Regions from separate parts of the Rattus norvegicus genome. Here region 1 is linked to region 2. The links are chromatin contacts, called in public Hi-C maps. All regions are on one chromosome and are shown on one strand. Each heading gives the region's core, a stretch centred on a gene start, on an enhancer-like site or on the middle of the called end of the contact. The rest is flanking DNA. Distances are from core to core; before and after follow the strand shown. Region 1 has its middle 22 kb from the start of Rps6ka1. Region 2 holds the start of Arid1a (AT-rich interaction domain 1A).

The links. A called contact is a pair of places that touch in the nucleus more often than the background predicts.
Region 1: a Hi-C map of Schwann cells shows a contact between it and region 2, with 3 times the contacts expected there. The contact joins the enhancer-like site here to the promoter of Arid1a in region 2. A contact is called at or near these places in 1 of 12 Hi-C or Micro-C datasets (Schwann cells) and 1 of 1 datasets of contacts at active chromatin or transcription factors (oligodendrocytes).

The regions. Positions count from the first base shown.
Region 1 is chr5:151,421,398-151,427,369 of GRCr8, forward strand. No RefSeq gene overlaps it. Among named protein-coding and RNA genes, the nearest start is that of Rps6ka1, 22 kb to the left of the region's middle. Within about 2 kb of position 3,809, at least 44 of the 93 cell types and tissues checked have an H3K27ac peak or open chromatin away from gene starts, as enhancers often do. A contact at or near this core is called in Schwann cells, where this site is marked.
Region 2 is chr5:151,262,615-151,268,481 of GRCr8, forward strand. It overlaps Arid1a (AT-rich interaction domain 1A), which reads right to left and starts at 2,772. Exons shown (of 20, transcript NM_001401279.1): 1 at 1,274-2,772. The coding sequence starts at 2,398.

The DNA of each region.
Region 1 (5,972 bases), core at 2,559-5,058, 160 kb after region 2:
TACCCACACACACATAACAAAAAATGAGAAGGGATTTTAAGAATAAAAAAGGAAATTAGAAGCCAGGCAGTGGAGGTGCACACCTTTGATCCCAGCAGAGGCAGGCGGATCTCTGTGAGTTGGAGGCCAGCCTGGTCTACACAGTGAGTTCTAGGACACTAAGGGCTACACAGAGAGACCCTGTCTTAAAAATAAATAAATAAAATAAAGGAAGGTTACAAAAACAAAAGAAAACAAAACCAACACAGACGGATCAAGAAAGAGAAGTTCTGCATTTCTGCAATTGAAGCAAGAGGGCAGGAAGAGTCCCCCTGACCACAAGGCTGAGAAACCCGCAAAGCAGCAAGCTTCTTTGTGGGTTTCTGTTTTGTGTGTATTTTGGGGCTTGGGGAGGGGTGCGTGCGGACAGATCATTGCTGTGCCGCCATAGACGGCTTTGAACTCCAGATCCTCCTGCTGCCATCTCCCAAGTACAAACATTCACCACGATGCCTGGCTCCAGCACAGTCTTTCCTTTCTTCTTCTAAAAATAACTACATTTATTTATTATTTATGTGTGTTCATAGGTGTGTGTGCAGAATGAGTGTGTGTGTGTGTGTGTGTGTAGGAGAGTGGGTGTGTGTCTGTGTAGGTGAGTGGGTGTGTGTGAGTGGGTGTGTCTGTGTGTGTGCATGTGAGTGTGTGAGTGTGTGTGTGTAGGTGAGTGTGTGAGTGTGTGTGCATGTGTGTGTAGGTGAGTGTGTGTAGGTGAGTGTGTGTGTGTGAGTGTGTGTATAGGTGAGTGGGTATGTGTGCATGTGTGAGTGTGTGTGTAGGTGAGTGTGTGAGTGTGTGTGTAGGTGAGTGGGTGTGTTTACGGGTGTGTACGTGGTGGTTCACAACTGTCGGTAACTCATTTCAGAGTACTCGACACCCTTTTCTCACCTTGCACACCTGGCAAGAGCACAACATACATGCATGTGGCAAACACTCATATACACCAAAATAAAAAAGTAAATCTTTAGAGAACGAGTACACAGTTCACGTGTCTAAATAAGGCAGACTTTTTTCTTCTCCTTGTAACCCATGGAAGCTCAAAAGGCACAGACAGGAGGCAAAAGCCGGAACTGAGTGGGGTGGAGTGTGCAGGGCTGACGTATTAGCCAGGGTATCTCGCAGTAGACAGCAGCTCAGAGTCCGAAGTCTTCCTCCAAGTCCCAAGCTGCCAGCGCAGCTCCAGAATGGCCTGCTTGCTCTTCCTCCTCCATATCGCTGACACCCCCCCGCCCCCCCCCCCGCCCGGCTCTGCCAACCCACTTCTCTGCCAGCGGCTTTCCCTGAGTGGGCCTGGGAGGAATCCCTGCAGAACACAGCAGGCTTGTGCTTCCCTCTGCCCCATCCCTCGGTAATCGGCACAATATGCTCGGAACCAAGGCTGGAGGAGGAGAAACCATGAATATTTACATGTAAATATTTTTGCCAGGTTGCACAGAAATAAAGATTGGAAGGAAGTCAGCAGGAAGCTAACAGGAAGAAATCAACGGACGCATGGGATCAGATAAAGTCGGGCCCAGTTTGGGGCTGTGCCATTCTGTCCTGTGTGACCCTAGCAAGAAACCCTCCCTGGAGAACTTTGTCCAGACCCGGGATCCCCATTGCATGAATTACTTAGCATTAAGCACCCTGTTCAGTAGAGTTTACAGGACAATGTGTTCACAGCAATGTGGCTCACATTTGTATTCTCAGCACTTGGGAGACTGAGGCAGGAGGACTCCTAGAAGCTGAGGGCCAGCTTGGGTTACCTTGCCAGTTCCAGACTTGTTTGGGTCATACAGACTCTGCCTCAACGAACTAAGACAAAACCAACTGTTCCAGTGTGGTGGCAAACACTTTCACCGAAACTAGCACTAGGGAAATAGGAGCTGGAGGATCTTTGTGAGTTTGCTGGGGCCAGCCTGGTCTGAAGAGTGAGTTCCAGGCCAGCCAGGGCTACTTGGTGAGACCCTAGCAACCAAACCAGAACCAAGTAAACAAACAAGAAAATGCAGGCTGGAGGAGAACAGATAACAAAGAAAACTCAATCTTGATGAATTTCTTGGTTCCTATCAATATCCTCTCTAAACCTGTTTTTCTGGAAATATCGACTCTCTAAATAATAATAATAATAATAATAATAATAATAATAATGATATTTATTTTGTATTGACACAAATACAGGACAGTATACATTGAGCAAACCATAGGCATGTGACCTCTTTGTTTATCTATGTACGATCTCTTAAGCATGTAAACACAAAAATACTGCCCTTATGTCAGTAAAAGGATGAGGACTTTTACATGACGGTTCTACATGACGGTTCATGGCTTTAATCCCAACACTCAGAAGGAAGAGGCATGCAAATCTGAATTCAAGGCTAGCCTGGTCTACAAAGTGAGAAATTCTGTCTCAAAACAAAATGTGAAAGTCCTCATATTTTTTCTTCTTTTTTTTTTTTTTTTTTGGTTCTTTTTTTCGGAGCTGGGGACTGAACCCAGGGCCTTGCGCTTCCTAGGTAAGCGCTCTACCACTGAGCTAAATCCCCAGCCCCATCTTTTTTCTTCTTTAGGACATTTTTTTCTCTGAGCGCTATGGAGACCGAGATGACCGAGCTGAACTCAGAGCTCTGCCTGCCTCTGCCTCGCCAAGTACTGAGATTAAAGGCTTGTGCCACTATGCCCAGCTTAAATTGGGTTTTTGTAAGGTTAATTTTAAAAAGATTTATGAATTAGAATTACATTTTAAATTTTTTTAAACTTACTTTCACTGTGCCAGGGCCTCAAATTGAGAGAGAGAGAGAGAGAGAGAGAGAGAGAGAGAGAGAGAGACCAGAGACCGGGCAGGATTTATTGGTATGTTCATGCTGAACCCCCGGAAAACAGAAAGAGAAGGGCATATTACATTTCCCTCCAATCCCTGGAACACTTCAGTTAAGTAAGAAAGCATCCAGTGTCAATTGCTGAGGTTGCCCCCCCGCCCCCCAGTCCTCCCTGTAGAGAAACTGCTGGACCCGGAGCCACACACAGGGCCAGAAAGAACACCTACTCTATCGCTCTAGCTCGTTTGTTTTAGGTTTTTGATGTTTGGTTTGTTCCGGGTTTTTTGTGTGTTTGTTCGTTTGTCTTGTTTTTAAATTCTTTGACACAGGGTCTCACTTTGTAGTTAAAAAGCCTGGAACTTGGGGCTGGGGATTTAGCTCAGTGGTAGAGCGCTTACCCAGGAAGCGCAAGGCCCTGGGTTCGGTCCCCAGCTCCGAAAAAAAGAACCAAAAAAAAAAAAAAAAAAAAAAGCCTGGAACTCACTATGCAGCCAGGGCTGGGCTCCAACTCCCGGTGACTTTCCAGCCCCAGGAATAACAGGTATGAGCCACCATGACTTGGCTCCCTAATCTCGTTGAAACTGAAGCTCATAAGCCTCTCTGCTTGGCTGAGCTCTGAGAAGGGCATATCCTGCTGTGCGTGGTGGGAGGGTGCCGCCAAGTGACAAGCCTGGGCAGTGGCTGGAATGTTAAAGGGTGGATGACACACCAAGAGCCCCGACTAACTAGTCTCAGACTGGGTCCTAGGGCTGCCCAGTTTTGTCCTCCCCGACCCCGCGTTCAGACACGTCGTATGACTGGTGCCTAAATCTGAGATAACCCTAGAGCCAACATTGAGTACCCAAACCCACCAAGCCACGTGGTACCCAGCAAACCAGCCCGGTGGCCGCGAGGCTTCCGCGTGGCTCCTGCTCCCATCACCCCGCGCGCTACCCAGGCTCTAGCCCCGCCTCCGAGAGGCAGTCCCAGCGCGAAGCCCCGCCCACACACGTGCGTGCGCGTGCTCCCTGGGCCTCCTGGGACTGTCGGGCGGCACGTAAGGCCCATCCCTGGGAAGCTCGAGTTTGGTCCCTGTCGGAGTGAGGAGGGTAGTGAGGGTCGGGACAGATCCGAACTTGAGCTGGGCGATCCTGGGAAAGGCTGTCGCGTGTCGTGGACGACGTCAGATCAGACGCTTGGAGGGTTTCCAGTTTCCAGTTTCGGGCCCAGAGGACCCTGCACGGTCATTGGCTCCCACGCACGCGCGGAGCTCAGCTCTGCGTCGCCCCCGTGTGGACAGAGGAAGCAGTGCTTGCTTGGCACTGGAGGACTCCTCAGGGCTGCACACGACCCAGGCACGCGCGGCCACCTAGGCGATCTGCTCTCTAGACACCGCCCACTTCCGTCGATGGACCGGAGCACAGGCTGATGTTGTCATGGCGACGGCTGAACAGATGCAGTGCTTTCCAAGGCTACTGTGAATCTTACTCTGGACAGAGAGAGGACTGGAGTATAGTTACCCAGCCTTCTTGCATCGTTCTCGGTCTGTAATCTAAATGGATGAGGATTGATCTCTCCCCAAAGCAGCAAGGCCTTGAACAACAAACGAGCCTTTCCCAAAAGCCTACTTGCCGAGTGAAGGCAAACATCAATGATAATAGAAGTATTCTTATTCCCATTTCCTGAACATGAGCAATATTTGGACCAGCGAGATAGGCCAGTGAATAAAGCGTTTGCTGTACAAACCTTAGGGCCTGAATTTGATCCCCAGAGGCCATGCAGATGTAGAAGGAGAAAAACAGACTCCACAAAATCGTCTTCTGACCCCCATTTTCACACAGATGCATTTCCCATCCCGATAAAAATAAAGGGAACAGAAAATTAAGTAGGTAAAATTCAATGAGAGCTGATTAAGCCGGGACCACAATCAAGGATCTAAGAGATAAGGAACTTTAGATCCAAAGTCGTACTGGGGATGTAGCTCTGAGGTAGACCGCATACCTTGGAACGGAAAAGTCAAATACAATGGTTGGCTAAAGTTTTTTGTTTGTTTGTTTGATTGTTGTTGTTATTTTGAGACAGATTCCTATTTAGCCCAGGTTGGCCTTGCAGGCAGCGCTGACCTTCAACTCCTGATTCTTCTGTTTCTATCCCTCCACCCAAGTGTTCTGCACGGTGTGTGCCACCTTGCCCAGTTTGATTCAGTGCAAGTGGTCAAGCCCAGGGCTTCATGCACGCTGGATAACACTCTGCCAACTGAGCCGCAGTCCCAGGTTATATCCAGTTCTTTCTTTAAGTAAACAATGACATCATCCTGCTTCCCCCTACCCAGGGCACTTCCTCGAATTTCCACGGGTGGAGTTTTCCAGAACTTCCCCACTTGCAGGATCAGATTGTTCTTAGCAGATACATAGTTCTTTCTATTGGTGGTGGTTTGAATGAAAATGGCACCCATGGCCTTGTTGGCTTTTAATCCCAATGCCTGTGTGCTGAGGGAGTGAATGCTGAAGGATGTATAGATAGTTTAGGAAGAACATTCTAAGCAAGAGAATTGTACACATAAAGGTGCAGGAACCAAGCACGATGGTGTATGTCAGTAATCCCAGCTCCTGCATGGCAGAGTCATGAGGCTCTTGGGATTGTGGCTAGCCTGGGCTACGAAAGGAGTTAAAAGGCAGCTTTAACAACGTGAGATCCTGTCTCAAAAAAAAAAAAAAAGTCCAAATTTGACAACTTTAATACCCAGCATATCATCTCTTTGAGCTTGAGGCCGGCCAGCTTGGTCTACAAAGTGACAGCCAAAGCTACACAGAGAAACTCTGCCTCAAAAACATCAAATAGGAGGCTGGAGAGATGGCTCAGTGGTTAGAGCACCGACTGCTCTTCCAGAGGTCCTGAGTTCAAATCCCACCAACCCCATGGCGGCTCACAACCATCTGTAAAGAGATCCAATGCCCTCTTCTGGTGTATCTGAAGACAGCTACAGTGTACTTATATATAATAAATAAATAAATCTTAAAAAAAAAAGAAAGCACATTGTATTCCTTATTAGGCAGCCTTTACCTAACATTCTATGAGGGACGGACACATTCTATTCTTTTTTTTTTTTCTTTTTTTTCGGAGCTGGGGACCGAACCCAGGGCCTTGCGCTTCCTAGGC
Region 2 (5,867 bases), core at 1,522-4,021:
TCACATTTGCCTTTTAATTTAAAAAAAAAAAAGCCAGTAAAATAATTTCAGTTCTGTAGCTGAACACAGTGTCAAAAACTACTCGAGACAAATGTATCTTCAGAGCTATCAAAGAACTCATTTATACCATCAGGAAAGTCACAAAACGAAAACAAACAGCAAACCCATTGTAGAGGAAAAACTCAGCTACTGTTCCAGCAACACAGAATCTATTTCAGACTGCATAAAACATAACAAGCAAAATAAATCCAAGGTGCAAGCAAAATGCCATCGCCTCCTCTTTTGTTTCAGGCACAATGTAACAAGGGCAGCCTGTCTGGGACTCTGCTCCTGCTGATACAGTATTGCTGCTTAAACCTCCCTCCTCAAGGTCACAGCCAATTTCAGCTCTGGAATAAAAGGCGGATAGTGGTGGCATCGATGGTTTGGGTTATCACTGGCAGAAAAGCAGAGTGTAAAAGTTTATGAGCTCATCAGGATTGTTGTACCATTACATCAGAGGCAATTATAAATGGCCAAGAGCAGAAGATGGGGAGCCAATCAGATCACAGATAGGATGTCAACCTAAGACCAACTGTCTCCTGGCTTTGACAGAAGGATTTTACCTCCATAATTCAAATCCCAAACCAAAGCAATCTGCACTTACTACTCCAATCACTCAGCTGTTTACCAGCACTTCCAGAGAGAAGCCCAGGCCACTGGGCCGGCGGAGACTAAGGAAAGAGGTGGCCCGGGCGGCCCAGAGCGAACCACAGTCGGCCTCAAGCTGCCCCCAAGCAGGCCCCAGCTCTCCCCCGAGGTCCCCCGAGCCCTAGGGGCCACTCTTTAAAAGCATATATTGGGGAACTGCCTAGAGGAAGGCAAGGGGGACAGAGGAACGGCAGGTGAGCAAGAAAATGTTGCTTCTTTCTCCCGGGTTCCTGACACTGCCTACACCCCTAACCTGAACCCCCAGCACCCCCTCACTCGGGCCTGGCCCTTCCAGGCACACTTTGCTCTGCACCCCCCTGGAGACCCCCAGAGTTCGAAAGGACCAGCGGAGGAGGAGAAACCGGACAGACACCTCTGGAAAAGCCCCACACAAAGGCTGATCGAGGGAAGGAGAGGAAGGCAGACAGGCAGCCATTTTAAGAGAGAAGAGCCAGACAATGGCAGCTCCCCGGCAGTGGGGGCCCAAGCCTGAGGGGAGCCCACGGCCGGGGCCTGCTCCCCACAGCCGCCACCCACCCCCCTGCCCCGCTCGCCCCAGCCCCCTCCCCACTCAGCTGTGTACCTGAGGGGTCCGGGCGAGCGGCTGCCCCCCGCCGCCGCTGCTCCCGGGGCTCATGGGCGCGTGGTGGCTCCTTTGTTGGGCCCCTCCCGAGGCGGCCGCTGCCGCCGCCGCCGCAGCAGCAGCCCCCCAGCACTGCGAGGCCATGTCCGCCGGGCCCTTGCCCGCGCCCCCGTCCTGGGGCCCGCCGCCGTAGTCGCCCCCGGGGTAGCCCTGGTAGCCCCGGGCCGAGCTGGGCGACGTGAGCAGTTGGTTGAGGGTGGGGGTGGCGGTGGGCTGGGGAGTTCCCCCGCCGGCCGCTGAGGGGCCGCCTCCCCCCATGGCCCCGAAGCGCTGCGGAGCGAAGGACGAAGACGACGAGGAGGCAGAGGCGCTGGAGGAGGGAGGCGGCTTGGAGCCCGCGGCCGCCGCGCCGGAGCCCGGAGTGCCACCTCTCGGGGAGCTCAGCGCGTAGGCCTGGGGAGGCGGGGGGTAGGCGCTGCGGTTGGGGTAGTAGGAGTTGTACTGGTGGTTGGGGAAGCCGTGGTCGTGCGAGTTCTGCTGGGGCCCGGCGTAGGGCTCCAGGCCCCCGCCACCGCCGCTCTGCAGCGCTGCCAGGCCAGGGCTTTGTTGTCCGCCATGTTGTTGGTGGAAGACGGCGGCCGCCGCGGCGGCGACGGCAGACGGGCTCCGGCCGTAGGGTTGCCCGAAGCCGTAGGCTGGGGGCGGCAGGGCGGCCGCGGCTGAGTGAGGAGGCGCCCCCACCCCGTCGCTGCTGCCGCCGCCGCCGCCGGGCGGCTCCGTGAGGTTATTGTTCAGGGCGGGCCTAGGGCCCGCGTTCCCGTTCGAGTTCTTCAGGTCCGGCTCCGCGCCGGGCCCGCCGCCGCTGCCGGCTCCGCCGCCGCCGCCACCCCCATTGCTCTCGGCCCCGTCCTGCAGCTCCTTTCCCAGCGGCTGCGGCGGCCCCACAGCGGGGCCCTCGCTTTCCTGCCCGGCGGCTGCCTTCATTTCCCCGCGCTCGGCCGCTGCCGCCGCCGCCTCGCCCCCCGCCTCCTCCCGCTGTTGCTGCTCGGCTTTCTTCAGCTCCGAGGGCGGCGGCGGCGGGTTGCCCAGGCTGCTGGCGGCGGCGGGGGCGACCTGCGCGGCCATGATCCCCGCTGTCTCGTCCGCGGAGAGACCCGGCCCTGTCTTCGTCTTCTCCCCCCTCCCACCCCGCCCCGGGGCCGAGTCCCCCGGGCTGCCCTCCCCACCCGCCCGGGCGGGCCTCGCGGGGCTCCGCTGCTGCGCTGCGCTCGCTCCTCTCCCCCCCGCCCCGCCGGCTCAGGCTCCGGGCTGGCGGCGGAGGAGGAGGAGGAGGCGGCGGCGGCAGCCGAGGCGCCGGCGGCTCAGCTGCTCCCGGCTCTGTCGGCTCGGGACCCGGCTCTCCCGGCTCATTCCCCCCAAGCCCTTGCCTGGGAATGAGGGGGGCGGTGGAGGCTCCGCTCCCCAGGGCCTGGCCCCGCTGTGACTCTCCGCTTTCTGCTGCCGGAGAAAGGAGGAGGGAGGGAGGGAGGGAGGCGAGGGGGAGGGGGCGGGAAAGGAGGGAGGGAGCGGGGGGGAGGGGGGACCCGGGACGGGCGGGCTGGAGGGCGCGCGGCGGCGGACGGGGCGCCGGGAGGCAGAGTAGGAGCGCTGCTCCGGCGGGCGCCCTGCCTCGCCTCCCCGGCCGCGGCTCGGGCCGAGGCTGCTGCGCGGCGGCGGCAGGCGAGCGAACGAGCGGGCGGGCGGGCGGGCGGGCGGGCGGCGGGACTGAGCAGCTAGAGCGCCCCACTCTCCTCCGAGTCCCCCTCACTCCGACACGAGGCTCAGCACTGCCATTTTACCCAGCGCCGTCGCGGCCGCCTGAAAAACCCGGAGTGGAGCGCGGAGCGGGCGCAGGCCGTGGAATGGACTCGCTCCCTTCCCCTCACAAAGGAGGAGGGGAGAGAACGAGCCGCGGCGGCGGCAAGCCCTCAGCCTCTTTCGCTCGGCAGCGCCGCCGCCGAAGGCTTCGGGGAAAACCCGGCCCGGAGCCCGCGCCTCCGGAGCCTGCGCCGCCTCTCTCGCGGCGTTCCCATCCTGGCCTGTCCCCTCCTGGCCGATCTGAAGGGAGCGGGCCGCGTGAACTTTACCCGCGCCTGCAAAATTGGCCTGAGCCCGAAACCGCGGCCGCAGCGGCCGGGACCTGACCCCCTGGCACAGGGCCTGGTCTCTTGGCTGCGACTTAGCACCTCCGCAGCACTTTTCTTCTTCAAAGCCTTTTGCAGACCTGCTCTTGAGACCCAGCTGAGTGAGCCCTGCTTTTTGCCCCCTTTGGCTAGCCCCAAAGGAGGACTGACCATTGTTCAAACTATCGGTTCTCCATGCCCTGCCCTCATTAGCCCTCCCTGACAAGGCCTTGGGGGCATGAGGTCTGGATTATCCCCCATTTTACCAACAGACAGAAGAGAGAGAGGACTGCCCAGGTCACTTAAAGTCAGAGGGCAGAAGAGTGTAGCTATAAAAAGTGGAGTCGCCAAAGCTGCATCTTGTCTACTTAGCCTGAGAAAAGGAGGAAAGGAGAAAAGAGAGGCACTTACGTTGTGAACAAATCCAACAACAGGATCAGTGTCAGGAGGTTTGAAATCGAACGTGGTCATCCCACCACTTCTCTTAAAATGGTGGCTACTGATGCTTTGGGGGCTTAAGACAGTCCTCCAGGCAAACCAAGCTCCATTAGCACTTCCTAAGGGAACCTAGCTCACAATGGCCAGTAGCCCCAATCTCCAAAAGTACCTTGAAGATGTAAACAAGCCCACAGAAAAGGCTCCAGGGACTGGAAGAACCTCAGTGTTCAAAAACCACTGCAAAAGAGGGATGCAGAAAATGGAAACCATTTCCTCTTTAAAGAGAGAAAAAGCAGAGCCTAATAGGTCACACAAAACGGATGCCCCTCAGATCTGCTGTCTCTCCTAAGGTGTAAGACTCCTTGAAGTTTACCAGAGACCCTAAGGCCAGGTTTATCTGAGAAGATCAAGGCATTCACGGAAAAGCTCAGTTACCCAGATCTACAGGCCTTGCCAAACCCCACAGCAGCCTTTTCTTCTGTCAGGCTTGGAATGCTTTCACAGGGCAAGCTAGGAAAAACCAGAGGGAATTCCAGCTTCTCACCAGGACCAAGACTGCCTTGGAAAAGCATCAATGACAAAGGCCTCTTTTCCTCCCAGATTTTATAAATGGAGATTTCGGGCCACAGATCATTATTTTAGAACTTGTGGGTTCTGCAGGCCCCTGGAGTTCTGACCATGTCATGGGTCAACATAAATAATTCTGAAAGGCTAAGTCATTTCTACTACCCCCAAGACATCCCATACTACAAACCCTCGTAGTAAACTGCGAATGGAGAGATGGCCAGAGCCTCTCTGCTCTCCCATCCCCCAACCAAGAACCAAACCAACCTGCCAAGACGATGGAACTAGCTGGTATGGACCAGTGCCCTCTTTTCATTCACGGTCCTCAGAAACACAACTCTAGTGGTGCATTAGGTCCTAGAAACCAAATTATAGGCTGCCTCATAAACGGAGCTTTGCTATTTAATCAACTGCCTCAGAGCTGCCAAACAGTCCTGAGTCCCGCACACAAATGAGGAATTTTTTACATGCAATTACCCTGCCATTTTCTTCGGAACTGGGGTGTAATGGGAAACCTGGAGCCCAGTGAAAATCTGGAAGCGAGAATGGATTTGTCTTCAAGGAAAGTCCACATGGCCTTCTTCCATGGCCGTGAATATGAAAAGCGCCAAAATCTCTTTCCCTACACGTGGTCACGCTGTTTTGAAAACAGTCACCATTTTAATCTAGCAATGAGGCAAAGTGCATTAAAAAATATATCCACCTAGGTCAGGAGAGGTAGTGTGTTCTTCCCTACTTTTTTTTTTTTTTTTTTTTTTTTTTTAAGATCTCAAATCCTAGTCTCTTCCACTCGGAAGATCTACATTAACCTAAGACTGCTGGGCTGAGGAACTTTCTTAGAAACTGGTCCATCCGCTTTCCCCAGGGGCACTGGGAATGAGAAAGGGGGAGGGGAGGAGCGGGCACGTGGCTGGCCCGAGCAGCGAGACCCCGACTCCGGGCCGTGGGTCCTCCCCTCGGTGGGTATTTTTCCCCCCAACAGCCCCTGCCTTTTCACCCCACACCCAGGCAGCTCAGGAATCCCGGCGCAGATTATAGGGCTAGGACAGCGCTCTTCTCTCGAAAGCGCCTCTGCCACAGGCAGCCTGATGGCAAATATGGACTGAATCGTTGACATGGAAACCGGACTAAAGTCTCGTTCGCTCGCTCTCACAGGAGAGTTCTTATCACCAAGCTCGGCAGGACGGCAGTCGGCAAAAGCGGACTGGATCCGGGGCCACGCGGACCGGGTGTCGTTTCTGGGCGCCGGAACTCCGGCGGCAGCCACAGCCAAGGAAAGGGGGCTGGGCTGCCGGCAACAACCGGCTGAAAATGGCAGAGGATGTGCTCTCATTCTCTCTGGCTGCACAGCGTGCATGGATTGGGCCCGAGAATGAGGGATGAACCTATGAAGATCCCACACAGTCAACTGCAAAATGTGGAAGCTGGGG